3 separate regions of the Mus musculus genome follow, and all the other regions are linked to region 2. The links are chromatin contacts, called in public HiCAR-type and promoter capture Hi-C maps. All regions are on one chromosome and are shown on one strand. The core of a region is the stretch at or near the end of the contact, and the rest is flanking DNA. Distances in the headings are between cores, read along the strand shown. Region 1 holds the start of Strip1 (striatin interacting protein 1). Region 2 holds the start of Mov10 (Mov10 RISC complex RNA helicase). Region 3 holds the start of Kcna3 (potassium voltage-gated channel, shaker-related subfamily, member 3).

Region 1 (2,783 bases), core at 103-2,602, 2.8 Mb before region 2:
ATAGAAAGAGCTGTTCGTCATCCGGGGATGCTGTGTTCTGTGAGGCTTTGCCACTCCTGATGTCTAGAGGGTTGAGGCCAGTGACCAAGAGTCTTGTACCTGCTTCTTGGGGAGGGAGGTTTCTGGAGGAGGACACTGTAAAAAGTAACATTAAAACCATCTTGGTTACTCCTATGTGTTTGGCACTCAGACGTGACGGAGAATGAGGTGAGAGGCCACCATTTTTGGATGATTGCTCTTTGAGTCAATACAGATGTGAGCAGGTAATTCAGAGTAAACGAGACAGCTACAAAATGAAGGCAGAAAAGCAAGAGCCACTTCTAAGGGATTATTAAACACACCCTCATTTCCCCATGATTTCTCTGTTATATTTTCAATTTCAGTTTTATTTATTCATTTGTTTATCTCCCCCATGTGAATGTAAACTCCACGAAGACTAGAATCCTATTTTTGTTCATTATTATATCCTTAAAAGTATTTGTCAGTGGCTTGAGGACAGATACAACTTCATACTGTTATCCTTAGCCCCCAAGAGTCTCTCTCTCTCTCTCTCTCTCTCTCTCTCTCTCTCTCTCTCTCTCTCTCTCTCTCTCTTTCTCTGTCTCTCTCTCTCTCTGTCTCTCTTCACTTCAAGTTCAAGACAGGGTTTCTCTGTATAGTCCTGGCTGTCCCGGAACTCACTTTGTAAACCAGGCTGGCCTCGAACTCAGAAATCTGCCTGCCTCTGACTCCCAAGTGCTGGGATTAAAGGCGTGCGCCACCAACGCCCGGCTTTTTCCCCTGTTTTGATAAGTGAGATTATTAACGTGGCTCCAGAGGTGTCTTGGATGGAGTTATAATCTGATAAGTAAAACCAGGAGTCCCCAGGGTTGCACAAGGTGTTTCTTACAGAGTCCTACTGACTTGGAGGTTTTTCAGCTGGAAGGTTAGAGAAAAGCCACAACCAGTTGTTAATTGTACAGAAATTCTTTGCTAGGAAAACGTGTCAACTAGACCCATGAGTCAGGAATTGCTTTCTTTAATGATGTCTCCCTAATTTCCCCTTTCATCCTGCCTCACCTTGAACAGGGAGGGCTCTAAAGACAGGCAAAGCGATGATAGACAACGAATTAAAGTGTTAAGTCTCATGGATAAAAAAGACATCTAAAGGGATTCCTGCGAGCCCAGCCGCACGTCTCCGGCTTAGTTCCACGGGAAGGAGGGAGGGGAAACTAAATGACAAAGCCAGGAAAGACCTTGGGAGGTGATTGGCAGTTGCGGCTTTCGACACACGCAGCCACACTGAATATGGCGATTGGGGAAATTTCCTGGAGGAAATCACGCGAGAGTTGCCTGACGGGAGGCCGTCCGCGAATTGAGCCGGGGGTGTGGAGCAGCCAAGATGGAGCCGGCAGCCGCCGGTCCCGGCCCTCTGATTGTGAACAACAAGCAGCCGCAGCCGCCACCTCCTCCGCCGCCTGCCACCGCGCAGCCTCCTCCTGGGGCGCCGAGGGCCGCCGGAGGCCTCCTGCCGGGGGGCAAAGCCCGCGAGTTCAACCGCAACCAGCGCAAAGACTCGGAGGTCAGAGCTGCAGGGGGGCGAGGCTGGCACCGGGCGGGTGACAGAGGGGGTCCCGGGAGACCGGGGCGGCATCCGGGCCCAGCCGGGCTTCCCGACGGCTTGACAGGGACCCTGGGAGCTGTCACTTTACCGGGAACCGTGCAGTTAGCTAGGCTGGCAGCCGCCACAGCCCCGGGGAGGAAAGCCCGGAGCCCTGTCACCAACTCTGCTGCGGCCGGGGGAAGAAGGTCCCCGAGCCGGGGATGGCCGGTCGCCCCCGGGGGCGTGGCCTGAGGCACAGCCCTCCTGGGGTGCAAAATCGGTGGTCTGCTGGCTGGTTAGCCCCTCATCCTTTCCGGCCTCTGATCTTAGCAGGGTGGTGGGCCACGCCAGTTGGCAGCGAAGGGACCCAGGAGAGTTTAGCGGGCGCTTAGAACAGGGCTTCTCTCTCTAGTGCTGCTTGGCCGGCCCCAGGTTGTGTGAGTAGCAGAGAGAGCACATTGTGGCTTCCCTCCGAATTTTAGTCAGCGCTGGATCAAACCGCGGCCAGACATTGCCAAGTATTTTTGCATGCCCAGTGAGCCCAGTTGCTGAGCTGTGAAGGGATCAGAAGTACACAAAGGGCGCCGGATTCTCCTCCTTGCTAGTGAGCTGCGATTCCCTTTGCCCGCGCTGTCTGGAGCTATTCACCTCGCCCCAAGTTAAAATTCCTCCCACTGCTTCCGTTTGCAGAATTCATGAATGAACACACACCCGTCTCGTCGCAGCATTTCAGGGCTTCCTCATCAGCACATTCATTCCCAGAGCGCTTACTACGCAATCTCCTCCACCTGAGACAACTTCCAGTGTGATGAACAGCCAGGCACTTACCGAGAGGGAATTCCTCAAATTCAAATTTGATGCTTCAGCTAGTACCAGATACTAAAGATAGTGTCTTTAAGCCTAAGAAATCAGTTCCCTCCAAACATTTTGTTGTTGTCGCAGGCTCAAATTCTGATAACTTATGTCACAAAGGAACAAGCCCAGAGTTGAGAGGATGAGTTTAGAGTGGCTTTTTTGAAAAAGATGGACCTTTTAGGAGCCTTTTGTTGTGGAATGATGGGTGATCAGTGGCTACTTCTCAGTGATCTCTTAAGTACGAAGGAGTATGGAAGTTAAGTTTGTAAGACCTTTAATGACCAGACTTGTCCAGGTTTTCTGAAGAGAACCCTGAGAATTGAACTACACCTTCAAATTTCTCTTT
Region 2 (2,700 bases), core at 194-2,693:
AAATTATGTCATTGGATTCTGGTTATCAAGTGTAGCCTTGGGTGCATTGGGATTCCTAACTAAGCTATTTCTGTATGTCTAAAAGGCACTTTTATTGTGCTCATCATAGGTGTATTTGTAGGATTTTGAAATGATAAAGAATAGCAATTTTGTTTTTGAGACTGTCCTGCTGTGTAACCCAAAGTGGCTCAGACTCTTAGTAGACCTTCCTCAGACTCTCAAGAAGTGGGATTACAGGCTTGGACCACTGTGCCCCAAAACAACAGTACTTTTTAGAAGTCTATTATCTTCTCTGAGCCTGCATCATATAAAGTGGATGGGAAGGTCTGGAGGTGTTAAGCATCTGGCTACTCCTAGTTTTTCCCTCGAGTTTACATCAATTTCTAGGACGTAAGATTTCCCTGTTCCTGTAGTCTCCATTCCTGACTGCATAGCATACTCTTGGCTTAGGAGTAGTTAACCAAGGGGGAACTTGACCCTGTTCAGGGCATTCCCTACCCTGGGTTAGACTGTTGCTGCCTATAAGGAACCTTGGAGAACAGTAACTTTGATACATGTGGAATTCTGGTAGATTAAGCCTTTCTCACTTTCTCATTGTAGTGTGTATGGGGTTTGTTTGTTTTGGGTTTTGTTTTTGTTTTTTAGTTTCATTCCAGGGGATAAATAGGTGCAGAAGGCTTGTTTTACATTTGTTGTTATAGTAGCCCCACCCCTTAGTTTGCCTAAGCATATTGGTCTACTTCTTTTCCTGGTACTAATGTTGTCAGTGTTAACCATTTATTGCCTAGCACGCCTGGCTCTCTAGGTGCTAATGTTTTTTTGACTGGCTGGGCAATCATGATTTACTGCCAATAAGTAGTGAAGAGTAACACAAACCGAGTGCCCAAATGCATAGCTCAAGAGCAAGAATCTCCAACCTTGAAGTATTATGAAGCCTGTGTGACCCAGAAAAGCAAGGACTGGGTCTTGGCAGAAGCTCTTGTCCCTCTCTCCCACACGCACACCCCTTTATCTATAGAGACACTTGCTCTCCCTCCATCCATTCCCCACACACACACACACACACACACAACTTTGACTTCTGCCTTCCTCTGTATCAGAAAGCCAGAGGAGGGAGGGAATGGGGGAGGGGGCGTGCCGCTCGCTTCCGTACTGGTTTATGTCCCTGGCAGTCTGGGGGAGGTGCTGGACGAGCGGCCCCAGTCCAGCTGCAGCCGACCCATGTCCGGGGCTCTGCCCTTTGCTCTGCAGCTTTTCTATGTCCCGAGGCTCTGGAGAGTGGGCGTGGGAGTAGCCCTAGCTGAGGCTCCAAGGTCCTCCGGGCTGTTTAGGGGGCCCCAGGCGATATCCACGTTCGGATCCTGGCTCGCTGCCAGGGGAGGGAGCTCGGGGTAAGGGGAGGGCCCTGAGGGAGGGGTCAGACTCCTTAGGAAAGAGTTAATGTGAAGGGGGGGAGGGGATAGGACGAAGAGACCGAAAGGAAGGCTCAGGTAGGAGAAGGACGGAGGAGGGGAGGCAGTCGGGGAGAAGGTGGCTGGCCGGAGCAGACGTCAGAGGTAGGGGGCTTTTCCCCTTTGCACCCTCACCCCAGACCAGCCAACTCTAAACCGCGGCGGCGACTTTCAGTTTCATTTCCGCGGACCCTCCTGCCTGGGCCGCAGCCGCCGCCGCCGCGATGCCTAGCAAGTTCAGCTGCCGAAAGCTCCGGGAGACCGGCCAGAGGTTCGAGAGTTTTCTGGCCGAACGTGGACTGGACCTGGAGACAGATCGTGAGCGGCTGCGGACGATTTACAACCACGACTTCAAGCCCAGGTACGGGCCGGCCCACCACGGGCCCCAAGACGCGGGGCCAGCGCCCCGGGTGGTGGGGCCACCTTCCCGCCGCGGGTGCACAGGGATGCAGCCCGGGGCCGATCAGGCCGGTCCGGTCCTGGCAGACCTACTCCGTCGTCTGCCCACGCCCAGCCAGCGCCACCCGTAGCCCGCCCGCTCTGCACAGCCCAGCCCGGCGGGGAGGGGTCGGTGCCCACGCGCGGCTCGCGGTGGTCGGGGCTCGATGGTGGGGGAGGGGAGTCCCACAGGGAAGGCGCTGCAGGCGCGGGCCAAGCGGGGATCCCCGCCCCCTTGTTAAGGGAGGACTGCCTGCAGGGTCCACGCTGCGGGAGAGCTGAAGAGGCCCAGGGTAGGCGGGAGAATCTCGGGGAGCTTTAGGGAGAAAAGAACACAAACTGCGTAGGCAATCAAACCTCCCTTAGCACCTGTGGCTTCTCCATGGAGACTCGGGGCCAGGGACAGCCTCCTAGAGGCCCCTTTTCCCTATGGCTGAAGATATTTGGTTTCCTTTTCCTGTTACCACCCAAGTAAAAAAATCAAAGAGACTTCTGTCAAACCATAGACGAACACCTCTAGCAACAGGCTGCTGCTATGGATGGAAGCCGGAGAAGCAATTTAGCTGGGATGAGTGTAAAGAGGTGCACTAGTAAGCAGGGGAATGGGATTGGGCCTTAACAGATTTTGAGAGATTTGCCTTGCAACTGACCAAAATGCTAGTATGGGTGAGATATGGCTGCTGTTACGTGATTTGGGGCGAGTTTTAGACGGAATTAATAATGATAGTGTAGCTTGAGGCTAGGGGAGAAGGTAGGAGTCCGCGTTAACCAGAATATTACTGTTATTCATGAACATGTCTTAAAAGGAACA
Region 3 (2,764 bases), core at 73-2,572, 2.2 Mb before region 2:
AGCAGCCCCAGCTCCCGCATGGAAGCCTTCAGCGTCTGTCCTAGGATCTGCAGCCCCTTAGAATGGCGGGAGAGCTTGAAGATGCGGAAAACCCTTACTAGGCGGATGACTCTCAGGATGGCCAGCGACATGGCCTGCTGCCCATTACCTTGTCGTTCAGCCAGCTCAGTGCCCAGAGTGATAAAATAAGGAATGATGGCCACAATGTCTATCAAGTTCATGATATTTCTGGAGAAGGTGGCTTTACTGGGGCAAGCAAAGAACCGCACCAGAAGCTCAAAGGAGAACCAGATGATGCACAAGGTCTCCACCACGAAGAAGGGGTCCGAGAAGCTGGAGGCTCCAGAAGGGGCCCCCGACGTGCTGTTGTTGGCAGCCTCAAACACGTCCTGCGACGGGGAGGCGGGATAGTCTTTCTCATCGCGAAACTCGGGAAGCGTCTCCAAGCAGAAGATGACAATGGAGATGAGAATGACCAGCACTGACACAATGGCAATGCCCCGGGCCGGCCCGGAGCTCTCCGGATATTCGAAGAGCAGCCACACCTGGCGCTGGAAGTCACGGCGGGGCAGGGGTCGCTCCTCCTCCCGCAGGAAGCCCTCATCCTCACGGAACTTTTCCATGGCCTCCTCACCCAGCTGGTAAAAGCGGATCTCCTCGGAGAAGATGTCGATGGGCACGTTGACCGGCCGGCGAATGCGGCCCCCGGACTGGTAGTAGTAGAGGATGGCGTCGAAGCTGGGTCGGTTGCGGTCGAAGAAGTACTCATTGCGGAGTGGGTCAAAGTACCGCATGCGCCGCTTGGGGTCGCCCAGCAGTGTCTCGGGGAACTGGCAGAGGGTCTTGAGCTGCGTCTCGAAGCGCAGCCCAGAGATGTTGATGACCACACGCTCGCCGCAGCAATCTTGCTCGCCCGCGGCGGGCAGCGCGGGTGGCAGTGGCTCGTAGCGGTCGCAGCCGCCACCGCCGCCGCCACTGCCACAGCCTCCCTGAGGCGGGTCCCCGCCACCGCCTCCCGCCGCCTCTGGCTCCAGCAGGTGGTCCCCGGGCACCACGGTCATGTCTGGCGGCAGCTCGGCGTGGCCGGGGCTCTGCAGGATGCGCGCGCCGCCTCCTGCGGGGTCCGGTGCAGGGTGGGCGCGGTGATGGGTGGAGGGCTGCGGCGGTCGAGCGCGGGAGGCGGCGGTGCTTTCCTTCCCTGCTGGCGGCTGCCGGCCCGAGTCGCTCCTCCTGGAGCTCCCCGCCCCACCGCCGCCTCTGCCCTACGAGCCCGGCCCCGCCGCCTGTTGCTGCGGCTGCCGCGAGGCTCTGTCTGGGCTGGCGCGGCCCGCGGGGCTGCACGGTCCAGACGCCTCCTCCTCCCTCCTCCGCACCCCTCCCCGCGGGGCGCGCGCCCGCCTCTCTGCCACCGCCCCCGGGTTTCCCGCCCACCGCGCGCGCGCGCTCCGCTTCCCGCTTGCCACCCTTGTTCCTCGACCTTCTTTGTCACTGGATCGCCGCCAACTTGCACCCCACTCCCCAGACTCCGCGGAACCCCTACCCAGCCACGCTGGCCTTGGAGGAACCCGGCCGCCTGACCTCGTTCCTGGGCTCTGCTTGCTCGCTCCTGGTCAGCGCGCGTTCCCTTCCCGCGCGTGGTCGAGACCTAATCTCAGGGCTGTTATACCCACGCAAGGACCACACCTCATCCCTCGAAGGGAGGCCTCCTGGCCCTTGACACTTTGCCAAGAAGGGCAAGTTCCACTAGAGTAGGTAACAAAAAGTCCCAAGCAAAGGAGGCATCCAGGCATCCAGACCCTGAATGTCTTGGGAGGAGGGGCTGCAGGCTAGGTTGTCTGGGCTAGTGCAGGATAGGATAGTCTGGGGCCAGCATCCGGATTTAGAGGGGTAGAATAATGCTAAAACCTGGGTGTTGGTGCAGTAAACGATATTTTTGGACAGGAAGCAATGGGTTAATGGGTAACATGGGGTCTCAAGTCTTCCCAGCAGTCTAAAAAGAGGGTCCTTAAAGGCATCTGGAGACCTCATTTTTATAATGGTTAGCTCAGTGCGGGCAGAATCAGGGGCAAGTTTCTGGTTGGGATTAGTGAGGGCAGTGGAAAAAAATAAGAGGGAATGGTAAAGAAAATTCACCACACCTTACTGTGTGACGAACAGGCCCAATACCTAGCGTTTAATTAACACAATGATACCTGCCCTTGCAGTAGGGAACTCGAGAAAGTGTATTTTAGCTGTTAATGTGGGAAAGCCTTCATTTTGCAGATTGTGCCTCTCTTGCTTGATATGGGCCTACAGAAAATATTATCTCCCTTAAACTGTTTCTCTAAATTGTGCTGGTTGCTTTAAACATAATTTCTGTTCCCAGACATTTAGCTACCCCAAGTATAAGTACCAGAGTTACAAAATTCTGTTACCCCCTTGAATCATTGCAATCGTTTGCAAAAGAGGAACTATTGTCTAGACATTCACTCATTCCATGAAGTTAGCTGAAAATTCAGTTTGATGTAAGAGTGATCTGTCGTCATGTTTTTCTTACCCCCTCTCCCAACTACTAAACTATGATAAAGAGGGCTTGCCCAACTTCTGTTGTTAGCAACTTGGAAATCCTGGGATCTCAGCATTTGTTTGTTGTACTGAATTCTGCAACAAGTGATGCTTTGTATTTATTTCTGTCTGCTCTGGGGAGATATTTCTTCTTTTGAGTTCAGGACCCTATTGTGATTCCTGGGCTGGGGAGCGAGGGAGAGCTGAGCCAGCAGTCCAA

What was found. Promoter capture Hi-C pulls out the DNA fragments that hold promoters and counts their contacts. HiCAR-type assays count read pairs that join an accessible place to other places.
Region 1: a contact with region 2 is called in a promoter capture Hi-C map of liver, with 4 times the contacts expected there. The contact joins the promoter of Strip1 here to the promoter of Mov10 in region 2. A contact is called at or near these places in 2 of 39 promoter capture datasets (hippocampal neurons and liver).
Region 3: a HiCAR-type map of astrocytes shows a contact between it and region 2, with 4 times the contacts expected there. The contact joins the promoter of Kcna3 here to the promoter of Mov10 in region 2. A contact is called at or near these places in 1 of 39 promoter capture datasets (pre-B cells) and 1 of 115 datasets of contacts at active chromatin or transcription factors (astrocytes).

The regions. Positions count from the first base shown.
Region 1 is chr3:107,630,279-107,633,061 of GRCm38.p6, reverse strand. It overlaps Strip1 (striatin interacting protein 1), which reads left to right and starts at 1,352. Exons shown (of 21, transcript NM_153563.2): 1 at 1,352-1,561. The coding sequence starts at 1,382. It overlaps Gm10961 (a long non-coding RNA gene), which reads right to left and starts at 1,461. Exons shown (of 3, transcript XR_375960.3): 1 at 1,060-1,461; 2 at 1-135.
Region 2 is chr3:104,817,048-104,819,747 of GRCm38.p6, reverse strand. It overlaps Mov10 (Mov10 RISC complex RNA helicase), which reads left to right and starts at 1,443. Exons shown (of 20, transcript NM_008619.2): 1 at 1,443-1,812. The coding sequence starts at 1,676.
Region 3 is chr3:107,034,720-107,037,483 of GRCm38.p6, reverse strand. Kcna3 (potassium voltage-gated channel, shaker-related subfamily, member 3) reads right to left here and starts at 1,322. Exons shown (of 1, transcript NM_008418.2): 1 at 1-1,322. The coding sequence starts at 1,061.